2 separate regions of the Drosophila melanogaster genome follow, and region 1 is linked to region 2. Evidence: chromatin contacts called from public Hi-C data. All regions are on one chromosome and are shown on one strand. The core of a region is the stretch at or near the end of the contact, and the rest is flanking DNA. Distances in the headings are between cores, read along the strand shown. Region 1 overlaps fipi (factor of interpulse interval). Region 2 overlaps dpy (dumpy).

The links. A called contact is a pair of places that touch in the nucleus more often than the background predicts.
Region 1: a Hi-C map of the Kc167 cell line shows a contact between it and region 2, with 2.1 times the contacts expected there. A contact is called at or near these places in 22 of 107 Hi-C or Micro-C datasets (the Kc167 cell line, the ML-DmBG3-c2 cell line, the OSC cell line and 8 more).

The regions. Positions count from the first base shown.
Region 1 is chr2L:4,774,646-4,782,073 of dm6, forward strand. The region is part of intron 1 of fipi (factor of interpulse interval); the gene reads right to left. Among named protein-coding and RNA genes, the nearest start is that of CG42523, 15 kb to the left of the region's middle.
Region 2 is chr2L:4,490,724-4,497,694 of dm6, forward strand. All of the region lies in intron 40 of dpy (dumpy), which reads right to left. Among named protein-coding and RNA genes, the nearest start is that of ine, 17 kb to the left of the region's middle.

The DNA of each region.
Region 1 (7,428 bases), core at 1,091-3,590, 280 kb after region 2:
TGGCCCATTTAACTGCGCTCCGTTTCGAGCGTAAAAATCGCGTTTAGTCAGAATTCATGGCGAAAATAAATAAATAAATCCGTACATGCATATCAATGGGGGCTGCAGGTAAAACTCTGTCGTTTTTACCCCATCGAAATGAAAAATATTTCCTTAAAAATACCCTAACCCAACAGTCGAGGTGCAAGAAACAACTAAAAAAGATATGACATTTGTTGAGAGAACTTGTAAATTTTATCAAACCAAAAACCTTGCTTAACAAATATGAAAATATAAGCTCCAACTGCATTTATTTTGTTTCATTTTGTTAATTTTTTTTTAGATATTTTTGTAGTGTAAATATTTATTTGTTTAAGCGCTGACTAGCGCAGCTTTTATCGAGGATGTGGCAAAATATTTTATTGCCACCAGCGTTTATTTTGCCTTTTAAATGTTATTTTCCCTGCCTTTGCGACATTCAAAACAGGGCATAGAAAAGATTTTTAAATGCACTTCTATATTCTATTGTAGAAGTACAGAATATAATACACTATATTACACTATGATATTAAAAGGTATTGGAAATTGTCTTTTAAGCAGGACCCTAAAATTGCTTAAAAGAATGCCAAAAATTCCGGTGTAAAACTCTATTTCCGTTTGTGGGTTACCAGATTCTATGGATGGAATTCATGCAGGAAGTTCTTTGGCCCAATATATATTTTTAGCCAGAACAGCCGCACCTGAGCCAGTGCTTTATGCTGCGGCTCTGTTGTTGGCCTCAGTAAAAATAAATCTACCGCATTTACGCCGCCTCGTTGGCTTTTGCATATTTTATATTCGCTGCTCAGTTGCTTTCTGTGGGCAAATGCACAAAATATTTGCTTGTTGATTTTATTGATTTTTTGTTTGGCTGCTCTGCAGCTCAGAGATAGAGCCTAAAACGCATTTTGTTTGCAAATGGCAAAAATGGACTAGTGCCGAATGCTAAGCCACTTTGTGCCGACCATGCAAGCGCAATACCAATGGCAATGCGACCGGTAAAATGCAATAAAAACGAAAGCAGTGCTCACAAACAAACCGTGAAAACCATGAAAACCATGAAAACCACAACCAACAGCTTTCTCGCCTCTTTTTCCCGCGGCATTTTGCTCGGCAAATATTTACCCGTACAATCAAATTTAAAATAGCCAGCACACACTACATGCGCCACGTTGAGGCATTACAGGTTTAAATATTTTAGGCAATTAGCGGGCAATACACTGGGCCTTCGTTCCGGCGACAAAGTGGAGTTCTCCGGAAAATTCACGGCGGCAAAGCGACGAGCTGAGTGGTCACCATGGAGCAGTGCTCACAAAGTTGCTTCATTTGCATGGCGGGCGGGGCTGTGGCACTCGAGACATGGCCAAAACTTTGCCAATATATCAGATGCTTAAAAAACATAAACAGAACAATAACGCAAGCAGTCCACAGTGCACAGTGGTGTGGAAGTGAAAAATGAGGCTCAGAAAATAGCAAGGTGCTAATAGATCATATGTAATAGTAATTGAAGTGTCAGTTTGTACAATATAATTCTTATTCTTAGCATGGTACCCCCTTATTTATTCCTAATTTATATCTTGCTTAGAAAACTTTTCCTCCCAATTAACAGGCACTGTGCCAAGCCTGTGCAATGTATGACTTTAGTAACTTTTCCAAACATGCCTCTGCATATTTTCTCGCTCCGTTGTTGTGCGCAAATGAATGGGTAGCTCTTTCAACTTTGTCTGCGGCACACAATGTGCGAATGGAAAGTGTCTAATAATGCACGAGTTCTAGGTGTGCACTGCGTTTTTGCGTAATTAAATGAGAATGCCGGGCCAAACGGAAGCGGAAATGGAATTGAAAATGAAAATGAAGTGAGTGCTAAGGCGACGCATAAGCCATTAAGCGGGCGCGAAGCCATCATGTAAATGTCGCTCCTTGCACTAATGGCTGGCACTTTAATTGAACCCCGGACGGCTGATGGCTGATGGTTAATGGTAGCAAGAGAACCGCACCCAACTGGGTAGTGGCCGTCACTAGATGGTTTGACCCAAGTTATGGCAGTATGTACACTATCATAACCTCTGTCAGCTCATTTGCAGCATTTGTTGCAGGCGCTCGCTTGGAAATGAAGTGACATCGAGAAAAACACAGGACGAGGCCGAGGGGAAGGGAGAAAGGAGCAAGGAGACAGGAGAAAGCAGAAAGGGACAGGCCATTAGCCATGGAACGACGACGACAACGAATTGTCAACAACAAGTTGACAAACCGTTGCGCATACGCCGCGTGTGCGGTGGGCAACTATTTCCAAGCTGTTGCACACTTTCGAGCTCACTAAGCAGCAACTGCTTATTGGCCCTGCCTCTATGCTCGCTCCATTGTGCTTCAGTCAAGGATACACCGTGTGGCAGAGATATCTGCATCTGTAAAGGCAGCCTGTCAGACCTTATTAGCCATTCTGCCGGCGCAAAGTCGGTTTTAGCATATCTATAAACCTTGCTATACTGCATATCCTATGTGCACTATTGATAATTTGAACGGAATAATAAACTTAATTCCTTTATTACTCTGCCTGTTTTACAATCTCAATAAACTCACTCACTTAGCACACCCAATTACTTTAAACTAAGTCCCCTACACGTCCTTTTCCACTAAATTCTCTGCTACTAATCCAAATGTCTATTCAGCAACTGCTCTTTTGCAGTATGGAAAACAGTAAGCAGCTTTTGACAATTTGCTGAGTGGGTTGTCTGCTCTTCTATGCTTTTCCGTGCAGGCAGTCAACGCCCCGCTGTTGTGGCTGCTGTTTGCATAAATACATTTAAATGGCCGGAGAGCAATATGTTACGTATACGCAGTGTTCGCCCGAAAGCTGCACCCATTGTGCTCTGTTTTTGTGCTGTGGTTGCCGCCCTGCAATGCATATTTTTAAGCTGCTCGACTTTAATAATGGTTTTCGGTCAGTTGGCCTGGCCACAGGCTTGATGGTTTTGCGAACCCTTTCCGGTTGCCCGGATCCCCGGGCAAAAATGTGTAGGTAGTGCATAGTTGGTACCCCTTTTGGCCCGCCACGCTTTTAATGAAGTAGCATGCGAAATGGCAGGAGTACGGCTCTTTGTCCGGAAGTTTGGCATTACCTGCAGACTGTGGCTATGCAATGCAATGCACCAGTTATTTACTGCACATCAACTTGAATAAATTCCATGGAACCTTGGAGTTTCTTTGAGTTCATTAGTGTTACTTGAGGAATCAAATCGCTCGCCAACAGCAAATGCAAATCAAGTGCACGGCTTCTAATGCCGGCGCACAAAAATGCAACTCATTTTTAATATCCTGCGGCAGCAGATGTCGACATAGCAGCATGGCAAAATGGTGCCGGAAATTAAAACTCAATATTCGAGTGATTGTGTGCCGGGCAAAGAGGAATTGTTTGAGCCATCGCCATTGCCATTGCCACTGCCACCGCCACCACTGTCATTGACTATTTGACTTGGACCGCACAAAAGTGCGCAATTGAGGCGGCAAATCAAATGAAATCCAACGGAACGAATCGAAACGTGCACCCAACTCTCAATTCACGATTCTGAATTCTCGACTGGCAACTAAAACTCGAATTTAAACCGAGTTTCCAGCCCCCTAATGGCATTCAGTGCGACTTGCTGCAGACGTGCAATTTTCGCAGACGCTCAACGAAATTGTTTGATTTTGGCCAAGTGCAGCTGCGTCACTGGCATTTTGCTATCTTATGCCATTGCCGTTTGCTAAATGTTAATGCCATTTCAATTGCTCCCTCCCCTCCGATCCCAATTTCGAGTCCGGGGCTCTGTGGCCTTTCACCATCTCAGATCTGCTGCTGACATCCAACTTATTTCGCACCCAAAGATACCCTCTCTTTGCTAGCAAACACTCAAGAAAATGGAAACAAAAAAAGTGGTTTTAGCTAAAGCATTTTGTACTTTATTAAATATCTTAAGCTTACCATTATCTTTACTGGTCTTGAAAGTAAAACTACAATATTTACTTTAACTGATTTTATTTTTCAAATTGGATAATTCAATTCCTTGGACAAGAACAACCAATCTTTCAAGGGTATTTCATTTGCAATGTGTGGATAATCTTATAATGCTCCTTCCATTTTTTTTTACTACTTAAAAGGAACAATTCAGAGGCTTGTGCGGTGTGCATATAGCATATCTCGTTTGTGGGACACTTTTATATGTTTGCCGGGCACTTTGCGGCAGGGATATTCAGTTGGAGATGCTCGAAGGCAGTGCCTGGAGTCTGTTTTCGGGCAAGGATTTGACTTTGGGGCCTGGCAATGGCTTCATAATTTGCACATGAAGATTTCATAATCCTAGCAGTTGCCGTTTACCAGGCAAATGTGACCGATATGAACACCTAGAAGAGGTCAGCAAAATTTACCTGCTGCTGGGAACAAGGTTAAACTGAACAGATCTCTAACTAAACTTAAGTGCTAGCATGCTATCTTGCTTATGTTTAGTTAAACTGAGCTTTCTATTGACTGCTGTTAAATTCGTCTAGTAGGTGTAGACTTAAGTTTCGATTTAAAGTGGTCTGTGCAACTGAAACATTTCCAGAGGGCGCATTAAAAAATGACTCTCGATTAGAATGACGCTCACGTCCAATGCCGGCGCTCTGATTGATTGACTGACTAAATGGCTTGAATGGCTGATTGATTGACTAGCCCTTGCACACGTACGCACTCGCTGAGGATTCGCTGCGTAAACTAAAGTTGGCAATCATTGCGATACTCTTTTTTTTTTTTTTTTTGATTTTATTATCCTAATGCATACACATTGAGTCAAAAAGTAAATCGATTTATAAGTTCATATATCTTGAATAGTTTCACTTCAAAGATTAAATTCAGTGAGTTATATATATTAAAGATTCATTTGGCACCGATAATGGTATTCTTCTTGAACGTATTTTAACGTTTTTAAGTCGCTTGTAAGCTACGTCTTGCTGTATCCTTTGAATCCCCTTGGCAAAGTGTATTTACCTCCATCGTAATTTTCCCGGAACCTCCAATTGCTTTTCCATTGAGCTTTCATGTGTGCTGCGTATGTGATTTGTTTTACGCCGAATTGCATAAAACATTCGCAATTGCGTGGCTCGTGCTCCGGATGGAAAGCGAGTTAAGGCTTATTTATATTCACTTCAGACACGCCCATTGCGCCCACCCAATGCCACGCCCCCCCCTGCAGCTCGTAATCCAATAATGCACCGCATAGACAGCAGCTACAAATTAGCCGGCTTTCGGTGAGTTTGCACATCAAGGCCCGTGGGCCATCATAACCACAACTGATTAAGGCCGAGAAAGTGGGCGTCAAGTGGGCCACCATGCATATCGCACACTTGATTAAGGAGCATGGTCATAACGGCGGGTTACGTCAGTGTCGTACCCGTATAAATAAATCACGCATATTGCCGCCATCGGCGTCCACAATGTCATCATGCTGTTGCAACTGTCAGTCCGAGGAGCGAGCTCCTCGTTTTATTGACACCGAGGGGACACTCTTGATAGGATCCAGTTCTCCTGCAGAGATGACAGAGTGGCCCACTGTTGTTTTAAGAGAATTCAGGGTGTATAAATATGCTCGTTGCATGATGTCTTTCAGAAATATTCTGTTAAATAAATTATTAAATCATAAAGGATAATATTCTGGCTTTCTTAAAAAAAAAGACTTTCTGAACAAGTTTAAGCTATATATGCAACCAAGTTCAAGATGCCACAGCTGTCAGCCATCAAATGGCTTCATTATTATTTGCATTGCACTTTCCCCTGCATGTTAACATCGTGTAAAGCAAAGTTCTGCGGAGGACAGCCGTTTAGATGTTCAGCACCACCTCGTGACCTCTGACCCCCCAACCCCCTGACCCCCTTGCCAACCAGAAGAGTCAGAACAGCATACTCAGTGGCTGCAGGACGTGCTGGTGCCGATTGCTGACGCGTTGATTGCTGCGAAGGCAAATGCGATGGCAGGCAACTAATTAAAAAGTTATACGAGTAACTTGCACACGCCTTTAACTTTGGCCAAAGTAATTAAAGTTCGCGCCAGGGCCAAAACCAAAAACGAATGTGTATGTGTTTCTGTGTGCCTGTGTGCCTGCCAGTCGCTTCAACTTAACTCGACTCAACTCAACTTTGCCGCATTTACATTTCACACCTGCGCGTGTAAATTCGCCGCAAAAACCCGACCGCGGAAAAAAGTTAACACACAAAGTTAAGAAAAGCGCTTAACTGACAGAAAAGAATGGCGTACACAGTTTTTTTTTTTTCATTTTAATTTCATAAGACTAAGGCTAGAATAAAGCTTTTAGCTCTTGAATTATTAAATATTAACATAAACAAAAGCAATAAGTCTGTTAATAAGCTAAATAAGTAGCCATATGGAAACTGCAGAAAACTAATTGTAGTTAGTTGTAAAATGTAAAATTAACTCTTTACTCACAAGTCATAGTCTCAGAACTTCTTCATTTTCAAAGTATTTCAAGACACATTAAAATGAATTCTCAATCCTGCGTATTTATTAACAAAGCCGTTTAGAATTTCCACTTGAGTGTGTAATCCAAATTCGCAAATCAGCGTAGATAAACACAAATGCTGTTTGTTTTATTTTTGGATAATAGAGTGTGAAATTGATATGGCTGGCATATCAAACTTATACAAGACAGCTGACAAACATTAATGCTAATGTATTATGTAGTAATTGACCAATAATTAGCCAACGAATATTGTGTACAATTGCACGATAATATCACATTATTTGGACACCATCACCGATGTCTTCCCGGGGCCTCGAAGGCAGCGAAAATTTCACAACATGACAACTGTTTTAGCATTATTAATGTGCGCACTTCCCATTTCACCATCACCCAGGGGGCATATTCGAGCTGAATTAATTAATTCTGAGAAGCGCATAAGAGGATTACCAGCTTTAAGGAGGGGCGGGGCACTATAATTAGTTTTCAATGCCATTAAAATTCTATTGGGCACTCTGTTGTTAATATGTTAACTGGGTTCAATGACCATCCGCCAGCGATCAATTCGCCAATCAAAAGTATGCGCAATCTCCTTTGTCCTGTCATATACTTGCCAATTAATTTGGCTTGTCATTGTTCGCGTCTAGACAACTATGAGCTAACGCAGCGCTCACTTTGCGGTGCAGTGAACTTTGGCGGGCCACTTTGGCCAGTAATTACTGTAATCAGGCATGGTAATGGCATTAGGCTTTGACATCGCAACGCCACAGGGAGGCGATCAAGTTGCCTCAACTTGCCCCAAAGGCAGCTCATTAGCCGCAGGACGAAAGTTGCCCCGATAACTGGCTGAAACATCAAAGCGCCCCAAAAGCAGCTCACAAAATGCTTATAATTGGAAGAGATTGCCGGCTCAAAGTTAGCTGC
Region 2 (6,971 bases), core at 3,453-5,952:
GCGGTTGAGGCTTGGGTTTTGGATCACATCTCACAAAGGCATCGCCCTGCATTCCTTCCGGACAAGAGCAGGTGGCCACATGGTTGTACACATGACACAAGGCCTGTAGTCCACAAGTGCCTGGACACGGATTCTTGCATTTTTGTTGAATGCAAGCCTTATCCCTAGCACAGTCTGTATTGAGAACACATTCTGGCCTACACCCAACATAGGGATCTCCTCGATATTCAGGTATGCAGCTGCACTTTCCATTATTGCACACAGCGTTTGGTCCGCAAATCGATGGATAACATGGATCCTTCGCCTCAATCGGCTCACGTTGAACAGGAGCTATAGGTGTACGTTGACAGGAAATAAATGGATTTCCGGTGTAGCCAGTCTGGCAGTAACAATTAGGCACATGCTCATGCACACGGCACACGGCATTGTAAGCACAAGATCCTGGACAAGGATCTCGGCACTTTTCGTTAATGCAGGCCAAAGATGATGGACAGTCCGAATTAATAACGCATTCTGGTCGGCAATTCGGTGGAGTTCCTCTGTAATTGGGTAGGCAAACACAGGCAGCTACTCCAAATCGATTGTGACAATGAGAGTAGGGACCACAAGGCGATGGATAGCACGGGTTGAACTCGAAATCTGGTTTGGCCACATCATAATAGGGGCGACCTGGAGTTGGCTGTGGAGCAGATGGAACATTTACCACACCGGGAATTGCTTGTGGCTTCTGAGTATCGTGATAAACCTCTTGTACGGGATTTTGCGGTATTGATGGTATAGGTTCCGGTATCGAGGGAACGTTGATGATTCCAGGCTTTGGAATTGGTGCCGAGTAGGATGGCTCTGAAGGCAAATTAATCACCCCAGGAGTCAATGATGGCACAGGCTGGGGCACCGAGGGAATATTTATAATTCCAGATACCGGAGGCTTAGGCTGTACTGTTGGGTAACTGGTATCCTGGTAAGATGGCTTTTGAGTTGGATACGTAGGTTGTGACACAGATGGAATGTTGATAACTCCAGGGGTAGGCTGTGGTCTCTGGGTTTCATATTGAACATCCTGTATAGGATGCTGAGTGGTTGGAGTTGATGGTTGTTGTACCGACGGAATGTTTATAATTCCGGGCTGCTGAACCAAAGGTGGTGGCGTGGGTTGTTGCGGAATATTGATCACACCAGGAGTTGGCGATGGCAACGGTTGAGGTACAGAAGGAATATTAATAATTCCAGGTGAAGGAGCAGTTGGTATAGGTTGAGGCACTGAAGGAACATTAATAATTCCTGGTGAAGGACGCTGTGGCGTTGGTTGCGGTATTGATGGAATGTTTACAATTCCTGGAGTTGGTACTGAGATCGGTGGAGATGCTTGCGAGGGAATATTTATCACTCCAGAAGTGGGTGTTGACACGGGTTGAGGCAGTGATGGAATATTTACTATTCCTGGTACAGGAGGACTTGGTTGTGGAGCTGGGTAAGTAACATCCTGAATCGGAGGATTACGATGTGGATATGTTGGTTGAGGCACTGAAGGAATGTTATGAATGACTGGTCTTGGAGCTGGTATATGTAGAACTGGTGCCGGAACGTAGATCGGTTGCTGTGGCACTGGGTATACAGGCCTTGGTGGCGAAGGAATATTGATCACACCCGGTCTAGATGGCGGCGGCGGGTAGTACACGTCATATATAGCAGGCCGTTCCACAACCGGTGGTTGATACGTGGGATGCACGGGCTGTGCCACTGAAGGTATATTAACAACACCTGGTTGAGGAGCGGGAGTAGGATGTACTGGTGATGGTACAAACACAGGACGCTGTTTAACTGGAGGTGCTGGAAGTGGCACTGATGGAATGTTAACTACTCCAGGTTGGTGTGGTATTACAGATGGAGATGTTGGATAATTAACGTCGTAAACAGGTGCCTGTGGTGTAGGATATGCAGGTTGTGGAACTGAAGGCACATTTATAACTGATGGCCTTGTGGTTGGTTTCGGTTGCTCCTGGGATGGTATATATATAGGAGATTGAGGAGTCGGTGCCACTGGCGTTGGGTACGATGGTATGTTAAGAACGCCTGGTTGTTGAGGAACTGCAGGCGGCGTTGGATAATTAAATTCGTGGACTGGTGGATTGGGTGCAGGGTGCACTGGCTGCGGTGCTGAAGGAATGTTTACTACTCCAGGCTTTTGAGGAATAGGAGACGGTGTTGTTGAATAATTGACGTCATAAACGGGAACCTGCGATGTTGGGTATTCTGGGTGCGTTACGGATGGAATATTAATTACTCCAGGCTTTGGAGCTGGTGACGGGCTCTCAGGGGACGGAATAAAAACGGGAGGATGTTGTGGTGGCGTTGTTGGAAGCGGCGCAGACGGTATATTGATAACTCCCGGTTGAACTGGTATCTGAGGTGATGGTTGCGTTGGATAGTTCACCGGCGGATTTGGAGCCGGATAAGATGGACTTGGCACCGATGGAATATTAACTACGCCAGGTTGTTGGGGAATAGGACTTTGTGTAGTAGGATAGTTTGCATCATAAATGGGGCTTTGCGGCGTTGGATATCCAGGTTGTGAAACTGAAGGAATATTAATAACTCCAGGTTGAGGTGTGGGTGATAGGTTCCCTGGCGATGTTATAAACACAGGTCTCTGAGATGTCGGAGGCACCAGTCGAGGTGCCGAAGGAATGTTCACGACCCCGGGATGTTGGGAAACTGGCGTTGTTGGGTAGTTGACATCGTAAACAGGTGGTTGCGGTGATGGATAAACTGGCTGTGGCACAGATGGTATATTCACAACTCCCGGTTTTTGGGGATTCGCCGGTTGCGGAGATGGATAGTTTACATTGTATTGTGGTGACTGGGGCGTAGGATATATCGGTTGAGGGGCAGAGGGAATATTTACTATTCCCGGTTGTTGTTGTTGCACGTACACTAGATCGGGTATAGCGACCGGATATGGGGGAGAGGGCGTGTCGTATATTTGCGGTCGCACAGCTGTTAAAAGTGAAATATTGGCAAAATTTATGTTAACCAAGTTTTGAACGCCATAAGAACTTAAATTAATATTCTTACGTTTTGGGGTTTCGTAGCATCGTGTGAATGGATCACCCGTATGCGAAGAAATGCAATAACATATGGGACTATGGTAATGCACGCGACAATCCGCATTAATACCACAAATTCCAGGACAAGGATCAACGCACTTGTGATGGACGCAAGCCTTATCATAAGCACACTCCGAGTTTAGAGTACACTCGGGTCGACAATTGGGTGGGGTTCCATAGAATTCGGGTAAACAGGAGCACACGGCCTCATTGAGGGACGGATGACACTGGGCATTGGGTCCACAAGGTGAGGGATCACAGGGGGTCAGGGGAGCTAAAGGGAACATATGATTTGGATTATCTAAGTTGGTGGCGGGTTTGTCATTGCATTTATGCTTACATTCTTGGATTATTGGAACAGGCGAGCAGTACGCCAAGGGATTTCCAGTATACCCACTGAAACATCTGCACTGTGGCAAATGATCCATGACATGACACTCGGCATTCAGGCCACAAGTTCCGGGACATGGATCGCGACATTTCTGTTGTACACAAGCTCTACTTAAGGGACAATCAGAGTTCAGAATACACTCGGGTCGGCACGCTTCGTAGGGGTTGCCAAAATAGTCTGGCAGACAGACGCAGGAGACCACTCCCCTTCGCTGATTGCATTGCGCGTTTGCCCCACAAGGATTTGGTTCACAACCATTGATGAATGGTTCCTCATACTGCAGCACTTGTATGGCAGTTGTGGGAGGTGTTGCTGGAATCTCAGGACGCGTTGGGGGCAGGCAGGAGTTAAAGGGATTACCCACCAAACCAGGAGCACAAACGCAGTTTGGTTGGTGATTGTAGGTTCGACAAATGGCATTGTACCCGCACAGGCCGGGACATGGATCCTGGCACTTCCGATTAATACACGCCCTGTCACTGGGACACTCGCTATTGGCAATGCATTCGGGTCGACAGTATGGCGGTACTCCCAGGTATTCCGTTAGGCATCGGCAAACTGCGTTGCCTCCCTCATTGCTGCATTGAGCATGAGGACCACAGGGAGATGGCAAACAGGGATCAATTGGTTGACGCTGAATTGGTGAGGAATCTGCCCTAATTAAGTGGCACTCGGAGTAAGGACTACCAGTGTATCCAGCAGGGCACACACACTGTGGACTGTGGTTAATTACATGACATTGAGCTAGGTGACCACAAGCACCGGGGCAGGGATCGCGGCATTTCTGATTTACACAGGCCAAACTGGGTGGACACTCCGGATCGCTGACACATTCGGGTCGACAAGCCGGTGGGCTGCCATAATAACCGAGACGGCAAGTGCAAATGGCCTGCGAACCAACTTCCCGACACTCTCCATGGTGTCCACAAGGTGATGGCTGGCAGGGATGGAGCTCCACGGGTGCTTGAAGAGGTGTCTGCTGGCACAGGACAAAAGGATTGCCCTGATAGCCAACCGGACACTGACACATGGCTACATGATTGTGTACCTGACATGTGGCTCCTGATCCGCACGTTCCGGGACACGGGTCCAAGCAACGATTACGGATGCAGGCCTTGTCCCACGGACACTCAGTACTTAGTACGCACTCTGGGCGACAGCCCACATAGGGATCACCCTGGTACAGGGGCAGACAACTACAGACGCCGTTCGAACACTGTGCATTGGGACCGCATGGTGAGGGCTGACAAGGGTCATCGGCTACGACGGTAACTGGTGTTGGAGGAGGCGCGGGAGCAGGGTAACAGCGGTAGAAGGGATCTCCTAAATAACCCTCGGGACATGAACAGCTAGGCACGTGATTGAGCACATCGCAGCGAGCGTTGAGACCACAAGCCCCGGGGCAGGGATCCACGCACCTTTGATTGACGCATGCCCGATGGCTGGGGCAATCTGAATTCTGAGTGCACTCGGGTCGGCAGTATGGTGGAGTACCGTAGTAGGAGGTAAGACAAGAGCATACCGCTTGTTCGTACTCCACGCGACACTGAGCAAACTGTCCACACGGCGAGGGTACACAGGGATCTCTATAGATTACTGGTGAGTCCCTAATCGGTTGGGGCGAAGGCAAGGACTGGCAACGCATGAAGGCATCACCTGTATAACCAGGATGACATGAGCAATAAGCTCTGTGCTGATGCGCTCGACAAATAGCGTTCTGACCACAAGCACCCGCGCAAGGATCGGTGCATCTTCTGCTCACGCAGGCTTTATCATTGGGACATTCGGGATTAGTGGTGCACTCGGGTCGACAAGCAGGTGGGGAACCATAGTAGTCGGGTAGACAGCGACACACTGCTTGACCCTGAGACTCTGTGCACTGTGAGTTGGGACCACATGGCGAGGGTTGACAGGGATTAAAGTGCACAACTTGGACGGCTAAGGGGGGACATAAGAGTGCAGATTGGGGATAAATTTGTTGGTTAGTGCATGTGTTAAACGACGGACTGGGTAAAGACTGCTTACGTTCTGCCTGAGCCACATGGCAATGGCGATAGGGATCGCCACTATATCCAGGATAACAACTACAGCTGGGCACGTGATTGACTACTTGACATTGGGCATTAGGGGCACAACTTCCTGGACAGGGATCTCGACAGTGTTGATTGAGGCAAGCCAAATGGCTGGAGCAGTCCGAGTTAAGCACACATTCGGGTCGACATCCTTCATACGGGTTACCGTAATATTCCGGTAGACACTGGCACGAAGCAGCCTCTCCACGCTCTCTGCAGACCGCATTGCTTCCGCACGGGTTCTGGTAGCATGGATTGATTTGCTCTCGCTGAATGGGCGGCCGCGCATAGCATCCAGTGTAAGGGTCTCCAATATAGTCCGCAATGCAAATACACGAAGGCACGTGGCTGACAACTTGACAGGTGGCAGCAATTCCACAAAGTCCAGAACAAGGATCCTTGCATTTTTGACCAATACAAGCCAGCTGAATCGGACACTCTGATGACGTTATGCACTCCGGTCGACAGTTGGGTGGTGTTCCTATGTAGTCCTTCAGGCACTTGCATATGGCCTGTTCATTCTGATTTGTGCATTCTGCATTGGGTCCGCATGGCGATGGGTAGCATGGGTTGATCGGTTCCCGTTGGACTGGTGGTGGTGGCGGTAAGCGCTGGCACAGGAAGAAAGCATTGCCTGAGAAGCCTGCGGGACAACTACAGTGCGGCACATGTCGGATGACCTGGCATTGAGCGAACTGGCCGCATGCTCCAGGGCAAGGATCCCGGCACTGTTGGTTCAAACATGCCAGATGTGGGGCACAGTCTGAGTTAATGGTGCACTCAGGACGACACTTTGGTGGAACACCAAAGAAGCCTGGTAGACAAGAGCAAACTGCCTGATCGTTAACCTCTCGGCATTGGGCATTGTTTCCGCACGGGGATGGTTGACAAGGGTTTAAGGGCACCACGGGTGAAGCTAAACAAAACAGGGAGTTGTTAAATAAGGTATCTATAGTTGGTAGATTCTTAGTTTGGAACCTACATTGTACAAGGGTACATTGAACGAAAGCATTGCCCGAAGTTCCGGGTGGGCAATTACACGTGGGAATGTGATTGCGAACTTCGCAAACTGCTCCAATACCACATGCTCCGGGACAAGGATCGGTGCACTTGCTGCGCTGGCAGGCTTTGTCTCTGGCACAGTCCGTGTTGAGGACGCACTCAGGGCGGCAGCCCACGTAGGGGTTGCCATCAAAGTCGGGCAGACATGAGCACTGTCCTCCGGGGCTGCAGATAGCGTTGGAGCCACAAGGTGAGGGATTACAGGCATCGTGGAGGGGCGGTGTCGGCGTTGGAGGGGTTCGTTGACACCTGACGAAGGGATTGCCCTCATAACCTGATGGACAACTACAGATCGGTGTGTGGTTTATGACACTGCATTGGGCCTGCAGGCCACAAGAA